2 separate regions of the Sus scrofa genome follow, and region 2 is linked to region 1. A link is a contact called in public HiChIP or PLAC-seq data. All regions are on one chromosome and are shown on one strand. The core of a region is the stretch at or near the end of the contact, and the rest is flanking DNA. Distances in the headings are between cores, read along the strand shown.

Region 1 (2,700 bases), core at 137-2,636:
TTCCATCCCAAGAAGCGACTCTCAGACCACCCAGGGTCGAGGGGGGCCAAGGAGGGTGCGGCTGCCAACCCTTCAGCACCCCCCCCCGTCGCAGGAGACAAGGGGAGGGCACGAGTCTTTCCGGATGGGTCCCTACAGAACCCCCAAATCTGCGGCTGCCTCCTCGCAGCCCGTGGCACCAGCCCAACTCCGCGCACCTTTTCCGATTCCTAAAGCGGGGGGGGGGGGGTAGCAAAAAGCGAACCTAGTCCCTCCTTGAGCGCTTCGGCTCTCCTGACAGGTCCCAGGGGCAGCCCCCCATTTAAAAACCGGGGTCACTCACTTTCTGTTGATCCTACAAATAAACAAAGCCTGACGCACCCCGCGCTCCCCGCCGGGAAGCAGCCCATTCCGGGCGAGGACAACTTCCCCCGGCAAGAAAATTAACACATTCTTCCCGAGGCGGTGCAGCCCCTCGCTCCGGGGAAGCAAAGGGGAGGGGGGGCTGGGGCCCAAACTTCACGGGTAAATTTGGAGCCAGAGCAGCGAGGCAGGCGCCTGGGACACCCGCCTCCCACAGCTCCGCAGCGAGAGGAACACCCCCAGTCTCCCACCCTGGCTTTGCCTGCTGTTTGGCCACGCGGGGCTCGAGAGCCAGCCTGAAAGACTCCCCAGGGCTGGGGAGGATGGGAGAACGAGGCCGCGGGGAGCAGCGGTGGTGGGGGGTGATCCTTTAACGGAAAAAGAAGGTCAAACTTGATCAGCCCGCCAGGCACCCCGCGGGCAGCGGGGGCGAGGAGCCGGAGGGGAAATGTAGAAGTGGCCACCGCCCCCTCAAGTGGAGGGGGAGACTCAGCCACGCGTGGTCCAGGGCATTAAGAGCAGTTACCGTCGCCCCCCAAACACCAGGCTGCGAATGGGGCATGGTGGGGGGAGTGCGCGCCGGAGAGCTCCAATCAGCCGCCCCCGCAGGCGGAGCGCCCGCCCAACACCGAGAGGTGAGGACCCGGGCTCCCGCCGCCCCTGAGCCCTCAGGCTCGAGGACCTGGGGAGGGGACAGGAGCCCCAGCCCCAATCCATGGCGCCCAAGCCGCCGTCCCCGACCCTAAAACCCCTCTTTTTGTCTGAACTCAGTGATCTGCGACCGAGCTGACTGCGGCTTGGGGAGGCTGGAGTATAGCAGAGGCCACCGAGCGATCCCCGGAGCTCGGGCTCCCAGCCGCCGGGGCTCCCGGGCTCAGGCCACCGGCACCCCCTGCCCCACCCAAACCCGGACCCCTCCTTCCCCGTCCCTGGCTCTCCGCACCTGAACTTCGGGGGAGCCCGCGCCGCCAAACTTTCCGCCGACTTGCAGCGAACTCCGGCCCCGGCCGCGCACCGGGCCCCGGGGAGGAGAGGGAGGTAGGCGGGGAAGGGGAGGGGGCCGGCCTCCGGGGGGTCGGGGGAGGGCCGTGGCCCGACACCTACCGGCTCTCAGAGTCGTCCAAGCCGCCACCGCCGCCGCCGCCGCCGCCGCCGCCGCGAGGCCGAGGGGGAGGGGCGGGGCGGAGAGCTGCGCTCCTCTCTGGGCACAGCCGCCGCGGTGCGCTCCGCTCCAGCCGCGCCGCCCGCCGTGCCCGGGGCCGGAGCCGGAGTCACGCCGCCGCGGCTGGCCGGAGGCGGGGAGGGGGGGGGAGCCTGCAGCACCTGCCCCTCCTCCCCCTCCCCGCGGCCCAAATTAAAAAACAACAAAAAGCAACTAATCACCCCCGAGCGCAGCGCGGCGCGGCTGGCGGAGGGCGCAGCGTGAGGCGCCCGGACTCAGCAGGCGGCGCGCATGGCTGGGCGCGGGCTGGGCAGGGCTGGGACGCGGGGCCCGGCTTCGGGGAACAAGGTCCTGCCGCTCTTCTCGCTCGGCTCCGGCGCCTGCTCTCGCCGCCGCCGCCGCCTCTGCTGCCGCCAGTGCCGCCGCCTCTACATCCCCGCTCAGGCTCCGCCGCCTCTGCCGCCGCCGCCGCCGCCGCCGCCGCGCGCCCGCCGGGGCAGGAGCTCTGAACGCTGCCCGGGGGCTGCCGGCAAAACCCGGACCGGACTCGACGCTCCCTCCCTCCCGACGCAGCCCTGGCCACTTGGACGCCGCAGGCTCTGAGGCTGGAGCTGCAGCCACTGCGCCTCCAGCTCTCCGCGCCCTGACCTGGTCGGCCCTGGCTCAGCTCCCCGGCGCGCCCCGTCTTCACCTCTTTCTCCGCAACTTTACAAAAATAAATAAATAAATACATAAGAGGACCTCTCTCGTTTTGTGAGGAGGGCATGCGCTCGGCGACGCACCTGACGAGGAAATCCGCCGCCCCTCTGTCCCCTCTGTTCGGCCGGCCGCCAAGCTGCAAGGACCGGTGCTGAGGGTTTGGCCGCGCCCCGCGGCTCAGCGGCGCGTAGGGTCGGGAACTCCTAGCCGAGCACTCTCGGAATTAGACGCGTGTTGAAGGACTCCTCCCTTCCCAGGGCGCTTTCCCGAACTCGGTGGGCTCTAGTTCTCCGGGAGAAAGGGAGCCGAGGTTCCTGTCCCCATTTCACAGATGAGGAAACCGAGCCGAGGAAGGGCATTTTGTTTCCTGTGCCGGCGCCACCCCAAGCCCTGAGTCCTGGAGCTAAAGCGACTGCATTGTGGCCCTGAGACGGGACCGCGAAGTGTAAACTCAGCCTGAGACAGTGCCTAGCACAGAGCATTGCTCGACAGACAGA
Region 2 (2,740 bases), core at 26-2,525, 83 kb before region 1:
ACGGCGTGAGGCCGGCTCACAGATGGGCGGGATTCTCACGCCGGCCCCCGCGTCCGGCCCGGCCGCCGGCAGGGCCGGCGCCGCTAGAACCCCCTTCGGGCACCCGCCTGCCCAGCAAAAGCCTTCGAGGGGCCAATAGCCTCTCTCCGCCGGAGGCGCCCTCGGTCACACTCCTTCCGGCCCCAGATCTCCCCAGAGACAAGCCCAGAGGGAGGGGCAGCCCCCAGTTCCCCCGCCCCCCGTCACCTCCGCCAAGCTGGCAGCTGGGCTTTCCCCCTCCTCTGCCATCCGCAGAGGCCTGAAGCGTGAAGGTTAACAGCTGGGGGGGAGGCTGCGTCTCCCTCCCTCACCCCCTCTCTGCTGCAGCCCCGCCCACCTGCCAGCCCTGGGGATGTCGTAAACAGGGCTGTGAGGTGTGTGTTGGGGGACGGGGTGGGGGGTGCTGAAGGGAGGGAGAAAAGAGAGAGCCAGACAAAGAGAGGAAGTGAAAATGAGCAAGAAGGGAGGAGAGACCTAAGCAGAGACCGAGGGACAGAGACAACCAGAGACCGAGACAGGCAAAGAAAGAAATGAGACGGAGAGGTAGAGATAGACACCCACAGAGAGAGGAAGGAGGGAGGGACCTCAGAGCCAGCGAGGAGAAACACAAAGAGAGTGGGGGGGGGAGGTGAAGGATAGGATGAGTGGACGAGAAACAGGGACGCCTCGAGCTGAGGGTGATCGCTGGGGGTGGGGACGAGCATAGGTTGGGGGACAGGGCGCGGCCCTAGTCTACCCCCGCCCCCCACCAAGAGAACCGCGGCCCAGAATGTCGCCTGCCCCAGGCCACGTCCTCCATCCCAACACGACTTCCCCGCCTCGGTTTCCCGGGGAGTGCCAGTAAAAGGGGGATTGGGGGGGGCGGTGGAGTGGGGAGCTGCAAGGCCATCACTCTGCCGCGGAGCCCCTGTCGAGCCGACTCCCAGGCGCATCAGTCCAGCGGGCAGATATCGATCCGGCCCAGCGAAGCTCGATACCCGCGGCCTGCAGCCCGCGCTGCAGCGGTCCTACAAAGAAGAGGAGGGAGTTCACTCCCCCGGCCGCCCCCCCCCCAAGAAGTCTGTGCCGGAATAAACCTCCAGAGTCCGGTGCACTCGCCTCCGCCTGTCCCTAAGTGGCCCGACTCGGCGGTCCAGGCACCCTGCCGCAGGGGAATGGCCCGGGTGACCCCCCAGCCCCGCCTCCTGCAGGGCGCAAGGGGCCAGAGGGAAAAATCTTTGCGGAGTTGATGAAGTTGAAGTTTCGTAAAGGGCGTGAAGGAGACAGCCAATCAGCGACTGCTCATTTACATGGGCTTTCTGATTGGCTCTCACGGTGCCTCTTTAGAATGTTACTTTGAAACCTTAAGAAAACGTTGAGCCAAGTCCCGCTGCCGAAAGGGAGGGAGCCGCTCAGACCCCTCAAGTTCCTGTAGGAACCCCCAGGCCAGCTCTGATGGGAGGTGGGGAACTGAGATATGGTCTCGCCCAACCCTCAAGATACAGAACACCGCCTTGAGGCCAGAGGGTCAGAGAGATGGAGATTGGCCTGGACCCAGGCACTAGGTTCTGCCCAGCACCCTGCCAGGTGCCCATCTCCTTACGGCTCTACGTGTAGTCAGGGGTCATTTCAGACTGGAGGTCTCAAGAGGAGAGAGAAGGCCTGGCCTGGCTTGCAGGTGAGAAACTAATAGTGCAGAGTCTTGTCTGTAGCAGGAGCAGTGTGGGTGGTGTCACCCAGTTCTGCAAGCCTCCAAAGAATCCAGCTTCAAAGGTAGGCCCAATCGGCTCCCCAGCTGACTCTCAGGCCAACCTGACCTTGAGTCCTAGACAGCCAGGCACGACGAAGGCTTGGGAGCACAGGGACAGGCTGAAGCCTCAGGGGGCTGGAGAAGTGGGCTTGCTCTGTGCAGAGTCTGGGACCAGGCTACCCTAGCAGCCTAGTAACTGGTCCTAGAACACAAAGGTCCACCCTGACCTGAGCCACTCTTGCGGAGAGAGGAGAGGTCTGGACGCTGGTAGCTGTGAGTAGAGAACTGGTTTCTGTCTTGAGGCCTCCACCCTGCCCTCCCCCTCTCGCTGGGAAAAAGGTCCCCAGGGTTGCCATTTTCAAATCTGGCTCAGCTTCCAGGCCCACACCCCTCCCTGGGGCCCAGCACTAATGACTCAGGCCTGGGGGGGGGGGGGAAGGGTTTCTAAAGGGGGATGGGGGACCAGGGCCGAGTTTGTAACTGAGGCTGAAGAGAAATCCCTCCACCTCCCGCCTATGGCAAATGAGGAGACAGGAGGGAAAATTCACTCTAGTGGGCTCCAACCCCACCCCAGTTCTTTCCCAGTGATGTCGCCTGGAGACGTAGTTCTGTCATTCAACTCCAAGGAGCCTGCATGCAGAACCTCAAGGATATGTGAAAGAGAGGCTGGCCCTGAGTGCTTGTACACGTGCAGCTGCTCCTGTGACAGGTTATACACTCAGTCCTATGGGATCCTGAGCAGCAGCACAGGCTGGAGCAAACACACCTTGTTTGCAGAAGACTCAGGGACCCCACTGTCGGTGCCCACCACCGCCTGCCAAGCCCTGGAACTCAGCCTCCTAATATGCTAAATTTGCTGTGTGACTCTGGGCACAGCTCACACATCTCTGAGCCTCAGGCCTCTCTTTCAGTCCATGCTCCCCTGAACACACCATTCCCAGAGGAGGCAGCTGCAGAGAAACCCTAGAAGCA

The links. HiChIP or PLAC-seq counts read pairs in DNA pulled down with a chosen protein or histone mark.
Region 2: a contact with region 1 is called in an H3K27ac HiChIP or PLAC-seq map of skeletal muscle. The contact joins the enhancer-like site here to the promoter of CXXC5 in region 1. A contact is called at or near these places in 8 of 47 Hi-C or Micro-C datasets (blood, embryonic fibroblasts, epiblast stem cells and 5 more) and 1 of 2 datasets of contacts at active chromatin or transcription factors (skeletal muscle).

Annotation. Positions count from the first base shown.
Region 1 is chr2:141,479,678-141,482,377 of Sscrofa11.1, reverse strand. It overlaps CXXC5 (CXXC-type zinc finger protein 5), which reads right to left and starts at 1,386. Exons shown (of 5, transcript XM_021084872.1): 1 at 1,286-1,386.
Region 2 is chr2:141,562,621-141,565,360 of Sscrofa11.1, reverse strand. All of the region lies in intron 5 of LOC110259504 (a long non-coding RNA gene), which reads right to left. Among named protein-coding and RNA genes, the nearest start is that of PSD2, 28 kb to the left of the region's middle. Within about 2 kb of position 1,275, at least 51 of the 83 cell types and tissues checked have an H3K27ac peak or open chromatin away from gene starts, as enhancers often do. A contact at or near this core is called in embryonic fibroblasts, fetal liver, retroperitoneal adipose tissue and 1 more, where this site is marked.